Linked DNA regions of Sus scrofa: region 2 is linked to region 1. A link is a contact called in public HiChIP or PLAC-seq data. All regions are on one chromosome and are shown on one strand. The core of a region is the stretch at or near the end of the contact, and the rest is flanking DNA. Distances in the headings are between cores, read along the strand shown. Region 1 has its middle 260 kb from the start of DUSP4. Region 2 has its middle 180 kb from the start of DUSP4.

Region 1 (4,351 bases), core at 1,081-3,580:
ATGAAAGAACAGCATGTCTGGTATGATCCATTCGTGTAGGAAAACAACAACAGCACAGACTTTTCTCTCCATTTTGCTTATCTTGGTTTCTTTGTTGTTGAGCAAGTCTGTGTGCCCAATGCACAGGGAGACCAAACAAACCAAAATGTCAGTTTGGAGCAGAGAAAGGTTTATTGGTGGGTCAGGCAAGGAGAATGGACAGCTCAGGCTCAGAAAAGCCAGAACTCCCAATGGTTTGGGGGAAAGAGTTTTTATAGGCAAAATTTGGGGAGGGGCTGCAGTGTGTGTGACCTTCCTCTGACTGGTTGGTGGGGAGGTAACAAAGAAGTTGTTCCAGGAATTTCAATCATCAGCTTTCTGGTTCCAACCAGTCTGGGTCCATGTACTTGTGGTCAGCCTGAAGTTACTGTCCTGCATCAGGATGGAGGCCTTTGTTCTGTCCAACTCAGAAGTGTATCAGACTGTTACACACATCCCCCCATCACTGCACTATTGTTTTTTTTCTTAAATCCCTCATTCCCCTAATTAGTAACTGAATCTGCCTTTTGGAACTCAGGGAAGGTCTTGGAGGCTGAAAACATTTTCCTATAAATCAGGAACTGGGGACAGGGAAAGGCTTTTATGCCCAGGAGGGTCCTACAGGGTCCTGCTCTGTGTCATCTCAATGTGCTCACTTCTTTCTTCTTCCTTTTTCCCTTTCTGTTGGGCTGCATCAGCTGATCCATTTTTCAGGGCAAGATGCCTACCCACTAGATCTACTAAGTTTTAAGTATTACATCTCCAGCCATAGAGAAGTCGTTTAAATACTTTGAGCCTGAGTCTAAAACTATAAGAAAATATTCGCAGTATGAACCAGTGAACTGTAGTCTGAGTGAGAGACCAAAGGAGAAATTGGCAGTTCCTGAGAGGTTAGAGGGTGGGGAGCAGGCTTTATTTATGGAGTTGGAGGAAGGGCAGTTCTTAGAAGAAAGAAGAGATGGTGTTGGACAGGAAAGTGAGAAAATACTGCAGAGACGTCTCTCTTTTTTTGCTTCTTAGGGCTGCACTCACAGCATATGGAGGTTCCCAGGCTTGGGGTCCAATCGGAGCTGTAGCCGCTGGCCTACACCAGAGCCACAGCAACACCAGATCTGAGCTGCGTCTGTGACCTACACCGCAGTTCATGGCAATGGCGGATTCTTAGACGATGGTAGAGAAAAGAGAAGAACATGTTTGTGGAGAAGATTTAATCTTTGGGGGGGAAATGTTGAGGCTGAAATGTCTGAGACATCTGGGCAGAGTGTGAGTTGAGTGCCCCAGGTGGCAAAGATTCTTTGGGGAAGAATTTGGCAGCTTGGAAAGCTGGAGTAGAGAGTAATGAACATGTAGTGGTACCTGGACTACAGAACAAGGTCATGTACCAAAATGGAATGTACATGACTCCCAGAAACCCTCAGATAAGTGACTGCTTATGAGGGGGAATTAGAAACTACCTCACCACCTCCTTCTTTTTCTCCTCCTCCTTCTTCTGTTACCAGATAGGTTCCCTGAAGGATGATGACAGAACCCCCTCCCCCCCAGCCATGGGCAGTGAGAAACAATGGCCTGTGGAAAACAACTGCCTGCATAGATAAACCACCTACAAAGATTAACTTCCCTCTGTCTTGGGACTTGACTCCTACCCCTTCCTGAATTGTGTAACTTTCCCCTCCTTCTTTTTATTGTTCCTACCACAAATTCCTGCCACAAACTCCCACCACAAGTCCTGCCTCAAATCCTTTATAAGCCTCGCATCTCCTTTCGGTTGCTGCAGGGATAGAATGTGACAGGGATAAAAGCCCAGTAGTCCTTCCCATTATAGTTAGTAGCTAAAACTAATCAGCTCAGAACCATCCCAGGTCTAAGAACTGTTTTATATACAAGCACCCTCAAGCTAGAACACTGTTATCTGGCTGCCAGCATTGAGCCTGGTGAGAAGGCACACAGGTACTAACCCAGGTTGTGTGGGTGCAGCCTAACCCAGTGAAGGCTGAGCCCTCAGGTTCCCTGTCTCTCCAAAGAATATGGCCTATCAGGGACTAAAAAAGCACTTGCATTTCCTAGAACCACAACTGGCAAAAACTGTCTTAGGTCAGGTTTCCTGGAAACAGAGATTTGTGTGCAGGAATGTCTTTAGGGAGTTGTTGTATAAATTTGTCTAGTCTTTGTCTCAGGTTCCAGGCATAGAGCTTCAAAAACCCTTGGAATTTCCGGAGTGATAGGAGTGTCTTTGCTATGCTAACGAGGTGACTCAGGGTGGGCCCCTAGATAGCTTTGAGATGAGGGCTGGTTACCAGAAAGACCAACCACGTGAATAGAGAGGTGAAGTTTTGAGCCAGCCAGACCTCCAGCAAGGGAGTGGGGCTGAAGAGTGAGTTTAATCACGTGCCCAATGATTTAGTCAATCTCATCTATATAAGGAAACTTCCTAAAAACTTTGGACCAAGCTGGGCTGGTCATTGTACATCATAAGTCAGACATCCATGTGCCAGGAGTGTGACTCACCTTGATTTCATGAGAAGAGGGCATAGAAACTCTGTCTTCCCTCCCAGACCTCATCCTATGCATCTCTTTATTTGGCTGGTCCTACTTGTGTGTATCTTTAACAATGAAACTGTAATGTTAAGTAGAGTAATTTCCTGAGTTTGGCGAGTCATTCTAGTAAGCTGTCAGACCTGAAGGGGTCATGGGAATTTTTAGTCAGCTGATCAGAAGTGCTAGTGGCTTGGAGACTCCCAAGACTTCTAGCTGTGGGGAGACTTGTGTGCTGAGGGGAGTCACATGGAAGACTTTTCCCTTACCTGTTGGGATCTCCAGGGGCTTAGCAGAACACACAGTTGGTGTTAGAGCAATAGGGTATTAAGGCAGTAGGAGAGCTCTCAGCAACACCTGTAAGAGGATGAAGGAAGCAGTACTGGTCAGAGGGAGAAGTTGAAATGCAATGCTATTGAATAAAGGGCCTCAGCTAATGCCATAAGGGTCTCTGAAACTGGAATGGCCCTTGAGGCATCCTACATTGAAGCCAGAGGGCTGGCCCTTTGACTCCCACATTTTGATCCCCAGGGAGGTGGGGATGGGGGTCGGGGGTGCACAATCTTTGGCACAGGACAGTTCTTGGAAAGGGACTCACTTGTAAGCCATTAGCATCCCACATTTGTGGAAGCTGGGGACATAAGTGCCTTGACCCTGAAGGGGATTTGGAGTGGTAACTTACAGCATCCAATATACCAGCTCAATCATATATAACTATCCAGGTACTGAACATTCATGCTTGGATTATTAAGCATCTACACACACACACACCTTTTCCCCATAGTCTGAAATAAAGTTAACATCATCCCTTGCTCTCCCTATCAAAAGATGCGGAGCCAAATTCTCCTCAGAAAGAATGCATATGATTGCTTCAAGTTTTTCTCACTTATAAGCAAGCCATAACTGTGTTGATAAAAGAATGTCATTCTGTGTGGAGTCTTTTGAAACTTAACTTTTAACTTAGTTGTATATTACTGTAGTTCATTGGTTTTGACTGCTCCATAATATCTGTTTTCCTGACTATGTTACTGTTTACTCATCTCTTCCCCTATTGATGGCCTTCGGGATTGTTTTCATGTTTTTGCTAAGTCATGTTGCTATGAGCATTGTTTATACATGTCTCCTATATGTGTGCAAGAATTTCTCAATATAAGCCAAGGATGCATTGTTGGATAATAATTGTTAATATTCAATTTAAGGGATAATGCCAGTTTTCCAATTAGACAGTCCCATCAACAATGTGAAAGAAAGCCTGTGGCTTCATATCTCTTCTGACACTTGTTATTGTACAATACTTTTTAATTTTTGATAGTTGGATGCTTCATTGTGATCTTGATTATTTATTTCCCTCATGGCTAGTGATGCTGAATATCTTAGACATTTATTGGCCACATTTCTTCTGGGAAAAAAAAAAGTCTGTTTATTTAATTCCTCTTGCATCTTAAACCTTCCCATTAAGATCACTTTCTTTTACCCTTGAAGTTCCTCCAATGGTGTTTTCTTTAGAGAGATACTGCTGATGGCAAACTTTTTTCCACTTTGTTTCTGAAAATGTCTATATCTTTGCCCTCATTTGTGAAACATGGTTTCATCTTGAATAGAATTCTAGATTGGCAGTTATTGTCTTTCAACTCACTGAAGACAGTATTCCATTGTTTACAAATTTCTATTATCGCTGTGGAGAAGTTAGCTGTGGGTCTAGTTGTTGCTTCTTCAAGAGTAACCGTTTCCTCCTGAGTGCTTTTTGTGGATAGATAGGTAGGGATAGATGATTTATCTCCATCATCTATGTTTTGTATAA
Region 2 (4,351 bases), core at 1,341-3,840, 84 kb after region 1:
AGTGAGCCCTGCAGGCAACCAGGAGGCCAGAGGAGGCCAGCCAGTCCAGAGAGAGAGGAGGAGGTGGATCTGACCAGGAGCCATGCTGCTCAAGTCTAGTCCCTGGAGCCAGGTCGTGCCCTGACCTGCATCTGTGAGTCATCCCTGGACCCTTCTAACCTATGAACCCCATTTTAGGCAATAACCTTAAAAAACACCCCCAAACCAATCACCTTTGTTCAGTATTGAAGTGGATTTGCCCTGGGCTTCTGTTGTTTGCCATCGAAGGGGTCGGAATGAAGATGAAAGAGAAAGTCCTTCTTCATCTGGGCTTTATCTCACCCCCACGTGTCTGACTCCATTTCCTTTGTTCGCTGCGTCAACCACCTCCACCAGCCACTTCCACCTTCGGATGCCAGGGTGGTTCCTCATATGTGAGTCACCTCTGATACCGTGTGACCTTCGGAAGGCCACCTGGCCCCTCTGCGTCTGAGACGCTTGTCTGTAAGACTGCAGATGGCTCACCCTGGGGAAGACCGCAGGATCATGGAGATGCATTGTGCACAGGCAGAGTTGCCATACAACTGAACCCAGCACTTATTAAGTTAGCCGTCGACTCTGTTCTTTCAAGGCCCTTATGTTTAGGACCCTCTGTAATCCAGCTCCTTTCTCAGCACCCTGGCCCCACTCAACAAAAGCCTCCTTGTCGGCGGGAAGTCTCGTGATCGAGGAGTAGGTGGGGGGTCCTGCCCTCTCCGGTGGCAGGAGGCCCACTTCCAGGAGTGATAGGGTTCAAAGAAAAGGGGGTTTGGAGTCCGGACTCCTGGATTTCCAGCTGGCTCCAGCATTTGCTAGAAGTCTGGCCTTGGGTAAGCCTGTCAAATTCGCTGAGTTTTAGTTTCCAGATCTGTACAATAAGGGGAGAAATGACCTCCCCTGTGTGGCACTGTTGCGAGGATTCGAGGAGATGATATTTGAAAGGGCTTTGTAAGCAACAAATCTCTACTCAAATTGTGTTGTTATGAAGTGTCATGGGAGTGATTTATTTTCACACTGCGCTCAGACGTGCAAAATAAAGGTAACATCTTATTTTTCATGACTGACCTAGCCATCCCCAGGAGTGTCACCCCTCTGGGGGACAATAGTCACAGCAAGGACAGCAATTACAACCTGTCAGATTCCCAATGCTTCCTACGTACTATTTATTTAATTCTCACAGCAAGTCTATGAAGCAGATGCCTGTGCCAAGTCCACTTTAAAGAAAGGAGAGCCAGACGGGCTGGTTGGCAATATCTGAGTCGCTTCCTACTTGAGACCTATCTCTTTTCAGTCTAAAGCAGTGCTTTTCAAGGAGATGCCGAGTTCTGCCCACTCTATCCTCCTCCCCCTGAGTAGGGGAGTTCTCCAAGGCCTTATGGCTGCAGAGGTTCACGTTATTCATGTCGAGGAATAAAGTCTGAGGACCCTAGACTACAATCAATTCACAAAAAATGCATTTAACACCTATTCTATACCCAACACTGAGGTGTAAACACCAAGACAGTTCTTGCCTATGAAAGGAAACCTGGCACCTGTGAAGCAAAGACCAGCCTATTCGTTCAGGGAAGGGAGAGCTGAGTGTGGGATGATCCAAGGCTCTTCCTAGAAGAACTAGAGAGTGAGGTCAGCCAAGGGAAGGAGGCAGAGGGCAGGAGGAGCGGCAGGCCCCGGGCAGGCAGGCAGGAGTGGGTGTGCTGAGGGCGGCCAGGGACCATGATGACCAGAGCAGAGAGGGCAGGGGTGGCAGCAGTGGGAAATGAAGCCAGATACGGAAAGGGACATCTAAGGGAGACCCTAAAAATCAGGTAAAGGGCTTGGGACTTGAAATGGGTTTTGTTGACCCAGATACTTTCACAAGCTTGTGTCTTGCTAATGTAGAGAGAAGTTCAACCTCATTGGTCTTGACTTTCCTCCTCACAGTAATTCAGGGACCCAGCCCCGTGGCATTCCCAATACTGCTATCAACTAAGACTTCTTGTTGTCTCCTTCTAACTGGTTCTCCTCTTTCTCTTCTTCTTCTTCTTCTTCTTTTTTTTTTTTTTTTTTTTTTTTTTTTTTTTTCTTCTTCTTTTTTTTTTTTTTTTTTTTTTTTTTTTTGTCTTTTTAGGGCCGCACCCACGGAATATGGAATTTCCCAGGCTAGGGGTTGTATCAGAGCTGCAGCTGCCGGCCTAAACCACAGCCACAGCCACACCAGATCCAAGCCTCATCTGCGACCTACACCACAGCTCATGGCAATGCCGGATCCTTAAACCACTGATCGAGGCCAGGGATCGAACCCATATTCTCATGGACACTATGTCAGGCTCTTAACCCACTGAGCCACAATGGGAACGCCTAGCTGCTTCTCTTTTTAGAGTGTTGGTCATCTTACTCTTATTCCTCTGCCTAGAATTCAGTGATTTGCAACATTTAAATACGTGGGAGGCTTGTACGTGTGTGCCAGCCAAGTTCCCAGGGGAGAGAAAGTGGGTTTTTGGTGCATGGGTAGCAGACTTTGCCACATGTCCAGTGGCAAAGTCTTGTCCCCATCCAGTATTTCATCATTCAGGCACCACTTGGGGATGCCGGCTGCAAACCCACAGCATGGAGAGCAGATGTGATGCTGTGAAGGCCCAGAGCTGTCTGAGGGCAGTAGAATGCAGAAGAAGGGAGGCTGACAAAAGAGAGATGGAATTGGGAAGAGGCAGGGCTTTTAGGAAATGAGCTCAGTGAGTTTACTAAATCCAGGGGTGATTCAGGGTCTGTGACCTCAGAGACCAGAGAGGGACAGTACATATGACCAAAATGTGGATGGTCAGTGCCAGACTGAGGGAGCCAGTCTGGGGGAAGAAGGTAATGAGGCGAGAAACCAAGTGTCTTGCAAAAGCAGCAAAAGGGGATTCAAGGGAATAGAGGAGCGCTAACTCACCACAACTTTCTTGTGAGGACTGCAACCTTGGCCCCTCAGGATGATGTCCTCCTGTCCTCACATGACAAACTGAGAGGCCTCCAATTCCACTCTGAGCTTCCGCAGATGCTCAAGGGCCGTACCAGAGCCATTGGTGCGACTTCATCCTTCAGACTGGCCCAGCCCATTTTAGACACAGAGAGCACTTACACTCTTTTTGAAAAAGGTTCCAGAAAAACAGATGCTCCTTAGATCATAAAGGCTAATACTACTCCCCTCCCCAGCTGCAGATCCGAGCCTCTTCCCATGAATTCTTTTCAAAGGCAACAGTACCAGAAAGTGGCCATAGGGTAGTGCACACGGAGTCACCCACATAATAGGCCCTCACTCATGCAGATGGATGATCTTCCAGGACTCTAAATGCCCCAGAGTTTACCCCAAGACTATATGTAATAAATGGCCCCCGGAGGCAATAGGTCCCACTGTTCTCTCAGACCTCCTCCCTGTGCAAACCTCCGCCACCCCCTTCACACGCTCCCCTCTCAGAGAGGGTGTCCTTCTCCCCTGGGTTCACTGACTAATGCTTGATTCAGCTGTACTCTTTGCTTGAATGTCATTTTTCTCCTACCAGCACATCCACCCATGCTTCTCTCCCCACCTCCACCTGGGGAGATGACTCACCTGCTGTTACCTTGGCTCCAGCCCCTCCAACCCCCTCATGCCCCTAAAGTCTGGTGGGGCTGGAGTGAGGAGCAGAGGGGAAGCTTTTGTTGTGGGGGGGGGAGACTCATACCCCCTCAGAATGAGGGAGCCACAGCCAAAGCCTTAGTGGAGAAGGAGAGAGTCTGGTGTAGGATGAGTGCCTGGGGAGGGCCTGGGAGAGGAAGGGAGGGGTCCATGTTGTGTGGGGGGGTGACTGGGACAAGCCAAGACAAGGAGGATGTGGCAGCCTGACTGACCCCTGAGGATATGGGACGGGATGAGGGTCCTTCTGTGTACTCCCCCAGCCCCCTTCACAACACCCAGAACGTCCCAGTGGTCTCTGTCCCATGATGCCTTGTGTGTGTTCCCACAGTGGGTAGTGTTAAGAAGATCCATAACTAAGGGAGAACAGTCTAACACAGCCTTCTATGTTGGCATGGCCCCACAAAATTACATAAAGATGATGCAGGAGTCACAGTCACATGAGAGGTATAAAGGCCACCAGAGCTCTGGTGTGACCTGTCCAGGAGTAAACCCTCAGCCCGGGCCCAGGTATAGTTGGGGAATACTCTGGCTCTCCTGGGCAGGATGGCACAGCCTCTTCACAAAGCGGAGCCCTCGCTTTGCCACGGAGCGACTGGAGGGTCAATAGGCATGATAACACAGCATGGTGGGGCACTCAGGACACGCCAGGCACGGAGCTGGAAGGGACCCCGAGATGTCAAGTAACGCCCAGAATGC

What was found. HiChIP or PLAC-seq counts read pairs in DNA pulled down with a chosen protein or histone mark.
Region 2: a contact with region 1 is called in an H3K27ac HiChIP or PLAC-seq map of alveolar macrophages. The contact joins two enhancer-like sites. A contact is called at or near these places in 1 of 47 Hi-C or Micro-C datasets (embryonic fibroblasts) and 1 of 2 datasets of contacts at active chromatin or transcription factors (alveolar macrophages).

Annotation. Positions count from the first base shown.
Region 1 is chr15:55,227,626-55,231,976 of Sscrofa11.1, forward strand. No RefSeq gene overlaps it. Among named protein-coding and RNA genes, the nearest start is that of DUSP4, 260 kb to the right of the region's middle. Within about 2 kb of position 2,331, at least 13 of the 83 cell types and tissues checked have an H3K27ac peak or open chromatin away from gene starts, as enhancers often do. A contact at or near this core is called in alveolar macrophages, where this site is marked.
Region 2 is chr15:55,311,496-55,315,846 of Sscrofa11.1, forward strand. No RefSeq gene overlaps it. Among named protein-coding and RNA genes, the nearest start is that of DUSP4, 180 kb to the right of the region's middle. Within about 2 kb of position 2,591, at least 5 of the 83 cell types and tissues checked have an H3K27ac peak or open chromatin away from gene starts, as enhancers often do. A contact at or near this core is called in alveolar macrophages, where this site is marked.